Linked DNA regions of Sus scrofa: region 2 is linked to region 1. The links are chromatin contacts, called in public Hi-C maps. All regions are on one chromosome and are shown on one strand. The core of a region is the stretch at or near the end of the contact, and the rest is flanking DNA. Distances in the headings are between cores, read along the strand shown.

Region 1 (5,192 bases), core at 806-3,305:
TGGACATATTGAAATCTCTCTTGGGGTAGGAAATATGGGCTAGGTAAAATGTTCTCCACAATATTTATAAAAACATCCAAGGAACAGTTTGAGACCAAGCAATGCGTAGTATGAAGGCAGTTACATTGATATCACAATTGAACAACAGAATAGGAGATCCTACATTTAACCTCATGTTGCAGATGTTGAGAGGGGCTTTCTTTCTAGACTTAGGCCCAAGAATTTGCTTTTTTAACAAGTTCCCAGGTTGGCTTCATGACATGGGAGTCCCAGGAGGAGGGGCGAGCTACATCCCTGTGGGTCACCAGTTTTACCTGCCGGGGCTCAGTAAAATTGTATTTTTATGAGTCATGAAAATTATTAGACATTAATAATCTGCCTGAGATATTGTGAGGCAGGAAAGTGGCAGTCCATCAGTCACATTTGGAACAGTGGTTGGAAAAATAAAATTGCTTCTTGTTAATGTTCAGTGAATGCTTACCCTTACTTAAACTATCAGCTCACCTGTAACAGGGGTTTGCATATAAATTTTGTGGGCAGCAAAGCAGATTTTTAACATCTTGAGTGGTTTACTTTCCATTTCCTTCTCAGGGCCAACAGCAGTGATTTTGTGTCTCTTTTTTCCTTTCTCTCTCTCTCTCTCTTCCTGGGGTCCATAGTAGAGAAGAGAGAATTTGACTTATTCAACTGTTTTGTTTATAAGGTGTGCAATTATATGGATCATTTTACATTTATACAGAACATAGGCATTTTTCTTTTCTTTTCCTATAATTAGTTATCAATTATTATCAGGAGGCTTGAGGCTTTAGCACATACACCCAGCACTTGAAGATAATGTTTTGATATAAGTTCCCATTTTCACTACCTATTCTTATCAGACTACTTTGGGAAATCTGTGCATATTTTTTGGTTTATGAAAGTCCTCAGCTAATATCTTTGCTCTCTTTTCATACAAAAATGGCTTATGCATGCCACAATATACTGTTTTTGTTCACTTACCCTTTTGGGTTGTATCACAGTAGGCAAGTGATGTGGCCCTTTTCTGTTAAAATAAACCACCATTTTAGGTTGTTTGATGTTAAAACAAAATTTCACTAGGTGGCGGTGTTGGAATGAAAACTAATATATCTCTCATCGCCTTCTGTCCATAGAAAATCCTCTGTTTAAAATCTATTGTAACTTGTCATTTTGGCTTTTGAATCGGGTCTGCTTCCCTCTAAATTAAATAGATTGGGATGATTTGGTGTTTAGGCAATAGAACATGCAATGTTTCCTGGAGACCCCCAGAGGACACTGGGCAAAAACAATGAGGAGGTATTTTTTGTTCAATTGTCATCCAGATCACTTCTTTGTTGGTATTTTTGGCTGCCTTATGCTACTCCACTGATGTTTAGGAACAATTGCATAGTGACAAAATATTTTGACCCTGCTCAGTGGCCCAGTCTATGGATACTTCACCCAGTCTCGTCTCCATTTGACTGAAGTTCTGATGGATTTATTAGATTGCTTCTAAGAATTAACTGATCTTTGCCCGTTTGTCCAGTGCTTCTCCAAGTATGGTCCCTGGACCAGCACTATCATTTGGGAATTTGTTAGGAAGGTAAAGTCTCAGGCCCAAAAGCCAGATAGGCTAAATCGGAAACCCGGGCAGTAGGGCCCAAAGATCAAGAGTTCTACAAGCCCACAAAGTGACTTTTTTTTTTTCTTTTTCTTTTTTTTTGCTTTTTAGGGCCTCACTTGCGGAATATGGAGCTTTCCAGGCTAGGGGTCTAATCAGAACTGCAGCTTCCGGCCTACACCACAGCCACAGCCACGCCAGATCTGAGCTGCATCTGCGACCTACACCACAGCTCACCCCAGGTCCTTAATCCACTAAGTGAGGCCAGGAATTGAACTGCAACCTCATGGTTCTTAGTGAGATTTGTTTCCACTGCGCCACGATAGGACCTCCCCCGCCAGGTGATTTTAATGCCCACTGAACTTGAGAACCACTGTGCTAGAGCCTTCCTGGGAAGAAAACGCTTATTCTTGGGCTAACCTCTCTCCTGAGTCCTTAAAGAACTTTGAAGGCAGACAGGTGGGTGAAAGATTTGAAGGCAAGTGTTTGTTCCACTTGGCCTACAGGAGGGCTGGCTGGCTCTGCTCTCCCTTAAAGTTCTCTCTGTCCCCACAAAACCCTTCCATTATAGTGATATTTAAGCCTATTTCTAGTATGTCAACCAAGTGGGAAAGTCTGATTAGTCGTTCACACTCCTTTTTCAGGAAAGAGGCCGCCCAAGAGGCCGCCAGAGGGCAGCCGCGTTCCTATTCTGCCTCTGCCTTACTGAAAGGCGGGTTCTGGCTCTTTCGTCAAAGAAAGGTGATCCAGTGGCCGCGGTCCTTTGGCTCGGCTGTTTGTCTCTTTCCCTGAGGCAGTTTGAATCAGAGCCGAAAGAGAGAGAGAGAGGAATTGATTAGTGTGTCAGAGAGCTACTATGTGAGACTTCAATCCACCACTGGCCCTGTTTCACTAAGTAAATGCCGGGAAAGCTCTGGAGGTTCCACAGGAGGTCGCGGTCTAGTGAAGCAGGGTCTCCTTGAAGCGCAGTCAGCTCAAACAGGCGCCTGGAACAGCTCTTGTCTTCTGTCCAGTGTTGGACTCTGGATACCTGCACATCCGGATCTTTTAAATCTCCTGATGCCCAGGCTGCACCCCAGGCCAATCCCCTCAAAATCTTGGGAGTTTTCTGGACCGTCGGTATAGTTTAAATTTTGCTAAGTGCCTCACTGTGCATCTAGGACTGGGAATCACTATGTTGAAGATGTTGAGATTAATCTGTGGCGAAGTTGTTTCAATGCAGAAACCTTGGTTGTTGCCTCATATCGTAGTGTAAATTTCAAAAGGGAGTTTTCCGTTTTGGCCAGTTTTGTTATTCAAATGGAGAGGTTTATGGTACCACAGAAAGGCATCACTCCCCCTGTTCCCACTTTCTCCTCCTTTTCCCTTTCCTCTGTCCTTCCTTCCTCCTTTCCTCCCTTCCTTCACTGAACCTAGGTTTGGCTGCTTGCTTCTCATAAGTCAATAATTTGAGAGACAAGTGTCAGTAGAAAGAAAAGTTGCTTTAATCAGAAAAGCAGGCTATCTGGAGAGAAGGTGGACTTGTGTCTAGAAACTAACTCTGAAGATTCTGCTCAGCCAGGACAGTTGTTAAAGGAAAAACTGGGGGCAGAGGGTGGGGAGGATCTCAGGGAATCTTTAAGGCAGGAGGTTGGGTTCTGCATCATTGTCCATTGAATGACTTTCCCTTCAGATATTATTTTACCTGTGTGATCTTCCTGCAGGATTGCTGATGGGGGCTGTTGGGGATAGAGAGCTAATCAATTTTTAACTGCTTAATTCTTTTTATTTAGGAAAAGAATCAACAGGTGAGACAAGACATGGTGTGCATTCAGTAGAGTCAGTTCAATTGTTTAGTCATCTCATTCCTATAATTAGGTACTTTTAAGTTTAGAGGGGAACAGAAATTGGCAAACAGGAAAGGGGTAAAAGAGCTGCTTTCACTTCCCTTCTTTCTTCCCTCCTTTCCCTCTTTTTCTCTTTCTTTCCTTATTTCTTTCTTTCCTGATAGTCCAAATTTGTGGCTATAAATTAGAGCACATTACTGCTACTTAAAAGGAAAATTTTACCAAAATTAAATAGTCAGTGTTCTGAGCTTAAAATATTCTGGTTTCCTTTTTGGCTTTGCTAAATGTTCTTAGGTTCCCCTGGCTTTAGTCTCTATTTAAAGGATATGATAGTAAAAAATTTACATCAGGCTTGATGAAAGACTGCTTTTTATCTCACTAGCTAGTACTGGATAGAATGAAAACATCCTGTAATAATTGCTTGCAAAACTCTGTAGAACTACTCACAGGAGTTGGAAATTGTTGTACTAAATAAGGTGAGTTTCATGAAACTGCGAATATTTTCTACTCTATTTATCCTGGAAAATCCTGTGTGCATCCATTGCAAAATTCTTAATAATAGGTAGAAGGGAACAGTTGTGGCATGTGAAATAAGACATATGGTTCAATTTGGTATAAAAGTGTAAATGAGGCTAAGCTTAGTTGTTTGCACCAAAGGGGGACCTAAAAAGCATTTCCAGAAATTCCACTGTTGGTGATAAACTGTGATTCCCTAGACATCACTTTTAGAAACATACATGTTACTAGAAGAAATAACTTGTTAGGTTCTTCCTTGGCAAAGTTTTATCAAGTTGTTCTTTGTGAATGGAGATTATATGAGAAAATTTGGAGGCTCAGGAAGAGGGAACCCAGTGAAGCACAGGCTGGGAAGAAAGCAGAGCAAATTAAATAATGAAGAATCAAAGAAGGGGTTTATTTTCCATTTTGACTTGAGAATAAATCAGGGCCCAAACTGGAAATTTTGAAGTGGCTCATTGTAGAACCAGTGCTCCAACTTTCCGTCTGATGGTTCATTGGTTTGTGAGTGCCTTGGAGAACAAACAATTCTGTATCCTCTATAGTAAAGTGTCTTGTATTCCAGAGGTTTTCTGGATTCTAGAGACTTTTCTCATGGTAATGTGACTTATTAAGAATTTAGACCCTCTCTGCATTTGGATCAACATTAGTTAGGAAACAGTGAACTTTTAAAATCACGGTTTAGATTCAGTTTACATTTAAATTTCACACTCATGGACTCTCTGACAGATGGATGTTTAGCACTTCTGTCTTTGAGGGATTGGCAAAGGATTTCAGAGACCTATTTGGTATTGAACCTATTTTGTTGTTTAATTGGTAAACTTCTATTCCTATGGTACTATACACATTTCAGGCATCAGTGCATTTCTGTCTGAAGACATAAACATATTCAATTAGCGGAGAGCCAGATCATTTGTTTCAATAGCTGCTTTTATTTTCTGTTGTTGATATGTTAAAATAGTTAAACACTTGCATTCATCTCATCCTATTAAAGGAACTCCATCAGGGAACAGTGAGGTAACATGTTTGGTGACAGCAGGCTTAGTCACCCTGCTGTGAGAAAGAGATGAATAATGTTTTTTAATATTACATCTATTGACTTTCTGCTTTTCAAATGTATACACCATTACTGAAAGAAGCTGCTGCAGACTATATTTTGTTAACACTTTATCTTTTTCATATCTTCATTATTAAATCAAATGGTACATTTACTTACATGATTCTACATAAAT
Region 2 (5,192 bases), core at 853-3,352, 170 kb after region 1:
CCCAGCCCTTAGCATATTGCTCCCTCCGCCTTCGACCCACGGCTTCCTAGTTCCTCAGGCTGTATCCACACCACCAACCCCAGCCCGCTCCCAGGGACTAACCTCTGGATCCTAGGTCTTAGTGCCCAGCCTCCACCCGAGCTTCTCAGCCTTTGGTCTCTGTACCAGTGGTTCACATGATCTGTGCAGCTCTCATTCTGCACTTTTCTCGGCATCTGGAGATCTCTCCCACTCAGTTGATCTTTCCCTCAGTTAGGTGACTTTCCAGGGTGTGGGTTCCCTCTCCCCCTCACAGTTCCCTCTTGGGAGTGCCAGTCTGGTCCAGATTCCCCTTCTGTATCTCTCCTCTTTTCTCTTGTTTTACCCAGTTATGTCAAGAGATTCTTGCCATTTTTGGAGGTTTAAGTTCTTCTGCCAGCATTCAGTTGCTGTTCTTTGTGAGTCATTTTACATGTAGATGTGTTTTTTTGTTGTGTTTGTGGGAGAGGGTGATCACGTCCCCCTACTTTTCATCATCTTGCCTAACTTGTTAGTGAGTTGTTCTAGATTATAGAGCTAATAAATAGTGTTGCTGCAATTGGAATTCAAGTTGATGTGGCTTCAGTGCCCGAGTTTTTTTTTTTTTATTTTAATCAAAGCAGAATTACTGATAAGTGCTGCTGACTAAAAGAGGAATAGATAATTTATGTGTATTACTGAACTTTCCTGATTGTTATCTAATTCTATTATTATAATTTTGATTACTAAGTTAGTATTTTTAAGTACAGTATGTATTATAATTCGAAATTCATATTTCAGCAGTGGGGTTATGTCAGTACAAATTTTATACCCTTGTTCACAAAGCAGTTCTTTTAAGTTATTCAGAGAATGTGATATATTGATGCCAGTGTCATGATAGATTTTATACATCTTCAGTCAGGCTATATTGGTACAGATCAATCTTGATTATGACCTCTTCAAGCATCATCACACCCACAATGAATCCCTCTTAACCAAACAATTTTTTATGAGGAAAAAAAAATAAACCTATTTTATTCCTCAAAAATTCTTTAATTATATAAAAACTGACTAGTTTTAGATCTTGTGAAATTATTAAAACTTCCTCTATGAAGGCAATTTAGTTGTGATCTTGTTCTGTCAATTTAATCATTAGTTCAGTGTAACAATAATATAATAACCATGAAAGACAAATAGCAAGGTAAGCACACACTAATTTCCTATGACACTGGCAACATGGTGATTATGGAAATAGCAAATGAAGCTCTTAAGATGCAGGAAGTCCATTATTAGGATGTAGTAGGATCTAGTTCATAAAGGCATTTATTTAAGCTGCACCTGTTAGTCAGAATGCCCCTATCAGCATTTAAGCATATGTTTTCCAAGGTTATGGGTAGGCCATTTGAAATATTTTCTAGGGCAGGGCTTAAATTACAAGTGCCTGAGCTAACCTTGAAAAATAGACTCACACAAATAAATGTAATATAAGTCGATTTTAGCTTTAAGCCAAGAAGATATGATTAATAGTTCTGTGGGTTAGTAAGGGAATAATTTAAGATCATCAGTGATTTAGCACTGATCAAGCAATAGAATTGAATATAATTGGATATGGATTCACCTTGTTAAGGTGAGTTTAACAAGTAAATGTAAGTTTAGAATGAAATAATAGTGTTGCAGTTGGTTTTAAGGACTTTTTTTTTTCCCCCCAAAGAGAGTTAAAGGAGAGAATTAAGAGGAGGTAATGAGGTTAAATGGGACATGAAGGACCCTAGAAATGCAGAAGAGGGTGGTGTGAACTAGTGGAGAGGGAGCTGAATGGAAGAGTTAGGTTTGGATTTGAGGATTCTCATCTCTGACCCTACTGCTCTGTGGCCTTCAACATATTGCAAAACTCTGACATCTGGTTTCCACATTTGCAAGAGGAAAAAGTTGTAGTCAGTGAGCCCTAAAGGTCCTCTCATTCTGATCCAGAAACTGACTCTCCTGTTTATTAGGAGCGCAAATCAAAACTATTGTCATTGGGAATGCCTGGTTCTCTAGTCTGTGGGAAGAAATTTAGGCTTACCCACATATGAGGCTAGGAAAAAAATAAGTAGATCATTTTAACTGTGTCTTCGGGTCAAATTGATTTGCTCATGCCACCTACAGGGTGAAACTGGACCCATAGGATCTTGTACTACCTAGTTCAAATGTAAATGAGTGTTGCAAAATTTTCTAGAGCCATTTTGCAATTGGCCTTGTGGAAAATGTTCCTATTCCTAGTTAGTAGTCTCTAAGTAATCTTTTTCTGACCATTTTATAAAAAGTCCATGTTTAATTAAGATTATTTGTAAGAAGAATTTTTTAAAATAATAGTTTTTACCACATTAACAAAATCATATGATCATAAATGCAAAACATGCAAAACATTTGACAAAATTCAACATTCATTTTTATCATAAAATGTTTTTAATCATAAAACTCTCAACAAAGCAGATATAGAAGGAATGTACCGCAATATAATACAGGCTGTATTTGATGAGCAAAGCACACAGCTAGCATCATACTCAGTGGTGAAAAGTTGAAAGCTTTTCTTCTAAGATCATGAACAGGACAAGGATACCCACTCTCACTACTTTTATTCAACATAGTACTAGAAATCCTAACCAGAGCAAGGCAAGAAAAATAAATGAAAGGCATCCAAATTGGAAAAGAGGCAGTAAAACTATCACTATTTGCAGATGACATGCTATTATAGTACCTTAAAGACTCCATCAAAAAACTTTTAGAACTGATAAATGAATTCAGTAAAGTTGCAGAATTCAAAATCAATACATAAAATCTTTTGCATTTCTGTGTACTAATAGCAAATGATAAGAAAAAGAAATTAAGAAAAAAAAATCCCATTTACTGTTGCATCAAGATGAATAAAATACCTAGGAATAAATTTAACCAGGGAGCTGAAAGACCTTTGTATTGAAATCTACAAGACATTAATGAAAGAAATTGAAGACACAAATAATTGGAAAAATATTCTGTGCTCGTGTGTTGGACACATCAATATTGTTAAAATGTTCATACTACTCAAAGTAATCTACAGATTTATTGCAATCCCTATCAAAATTCTGTTTTTTTTTTTCTCACAGAAATGAAGCAAATAATCCTAAAATTTTCAAGGATTCACGAATTGTCAAAGCAATCTTGAGAAAGAACAACTGAACTACAGATATAACACTCAGGATTTCAAACAATATAAGAAAGCTATACTGATTAAAACAGTATGTTACTGGCTTAAACACAGACACGTAGATAATTGGAACAGAATAAAGAGCCCAGAAATAAATCCGTATATATATGGTCAACTAATTTGCTACTAAGATGCCAAAAATATACAATGGAAAAAGGACAATCTTTTCAATAAACTATATTAGGAAAACTGGACCCCTATCTTATACCATCTACAAACACTAACTCAATATTTATTAAGGACTTGAATGTAAGCCTTAAATCATAACCATAAAAGTCCTAGAAGAAAACATGGGTAGTAAACTTGACATAGATCTTGATGATGTTTTTTTGAATCTGATACCAAAAGCAAAAATAAGCAAGTGGGATGACATCAAACTAAAAAGCTTCTGCACAGCAAAGGAAATCATCAACAAAATGAAAAAACAACATACTGAATGGGAGAAAATATTTGTAAATAATCGATTTGATAAGGGGCTAATATCCAAAATGCATAAAAAACTCAAATAGATCAATAGCAAAAACAAAATTTGATTAAAAAATGGGCTGACAGACTGAATAGACATTTTTCTAAAGAAGACATATAGGTGGCCAACAGATACATTAAAAGATGTCCAACATCATTAATCATCAAGAAAGTGCAAATCGAAACTACAATGAGATATCAGCTCATACCTGTTAGAATAGCTACTAATCAAAAAGACAAAAAATAAGTGTAGACAAGTATGTGGAGAAAAGGGAACCCTCATGTACTGTTGGTGGGAATGTGAATTGGTGCAGCCACTATGGGAAACAGTATGGAGGTTCCTGACAAAATAAAAAAAAGTAGAATTAATATGTGATCCAGGAATTCCACTTCTGGGTATTTTTCTGAAGAATAGAAAGCAGTAACTCAAAATAATATATGCACCTCCATATTCATTGCAGCATTATTGGCAATAACTAAGGTATGCAAACAACTGAAGTGTCCACCAGTGGATGAATGGATAAAAAATTCTGGTATATATATATATATATATATATATATACAATGGAATATTATTCAACAATAGAAAGAATGAAATCTTTCCATTTGTAACAATATGGATGGAACTTAAGGGTACTCTGTTAAGTGAAATAAGTCAGATGGAGAAAAACAAATAGTATATGATCTCTCTTATATGGGGATTCTAAAGAATGAGCAAATAAATTTTAAAAATAAAACACAGGAGTTCCCGTCGTGGCGCAGTGGTTAACGAATCCGACTAGGAACCATGAGGTTGCGGGTTCGGTCCCTGCCCTTGCTCAGTGGGTTAACGATCCGGCGTTGCCGTGAGCTGTGGTGTAGGTTGCAGACGCGGCTCGGATCCCACGTTGCTGTGGCTCTGGCGTAGGCCAGTAGCTACAGCTCCGATTAGACCCCTAGCCTGGGAACCTCCATATGCTGCGGGAGCGGCCCAAGAAATAGCAAAAAAAAAAAAAAAAAAAAGATAAAAATAAAACACAAACACTTAGATAAATAAAACAGATTGGTGGTACCAGAGGTGGAGGACACTATTGGAAGTGGATAAAGAAGGGGTCAGAGGAGTTCCCGTCGTGGCGCAGTGGTTAAGGAGTCCGACTAGGAACCATGAGGTTGCAGGTTCTGATCCCTGGCCTTGCTTAGTGGGTTAAGGATCCGGCGTTGCCATGAGCTGTGGTGTAGGTCGAGATGCGGCTTGGATCCTGTGTTGCTGTGGCTGTGGCGTAGGCAGGCAGCAACAGCTCCAATTCATCCCCTAGAAAAAAAGAAGAAGGGGTCAGAAAGTAAATAGAAAAAAAGAAGTTGGAGTATGGTTAATCCAGAGACTCTCATGTCCTGGGAATATTGATTTATGGAGCTAAAACTTAGTTTGGATTTGTATTACCAGAAGTAATAGTAAGTACTGGTGCAGAGTAATGGAAATATTTTCGCAATGCCATTGACATACATTCCTATGATCCGACTCACA

What was found. A called contact is a pair of places that touch in the nucleus more often than the background predicts.
Region 2: a Hi-C map of skeletal muscle shows a contact between it and region 1, with 7 times the contacts expected there. The contact joins two enhancer-like sites. A contact is called at or near these places in 1 of 47 Hi-C or Micro-C datasets (skeletal muscle) and 1 of 2 datasets of contacts at active chromatin or transcription factors (skeletal muscle).

Annotation. Positions count from the first base shown.
Region 1 is chr15:85,703,511-85,708,702 of Sscrofa11.1, forward strand. No RefSeq gene overlaps it. Among named protein-coding and RNA genes, the nearest start is that of CWC22, 100 kb to the left of the region's middle. Within about 2 kb of position 2,056, at least 5 of the 83 cell types and tissues checked have an H3K27ac peak or open chromatin away from gene starts, as enhancers often do. A contact at or near this core is called in skeletal muscle, where this site is marked.
Region 2 is chr15:85,877,704-85,882,895 of Sscrofa11.1, forward strand. No RefSeq gene overlaps it. Among named protein-coding and RNA genes, the nearest start is that of CWC22, 270 kb to the left of the region's middle. Within about 2 kb of position 2,103, at least 3 of the 83 cell types and tissues checked have an H3K27ac peak or open chromatin away from gene starts, as enhancers often do. A contact at or near this core is called in skeletal muscle, where this site is marked.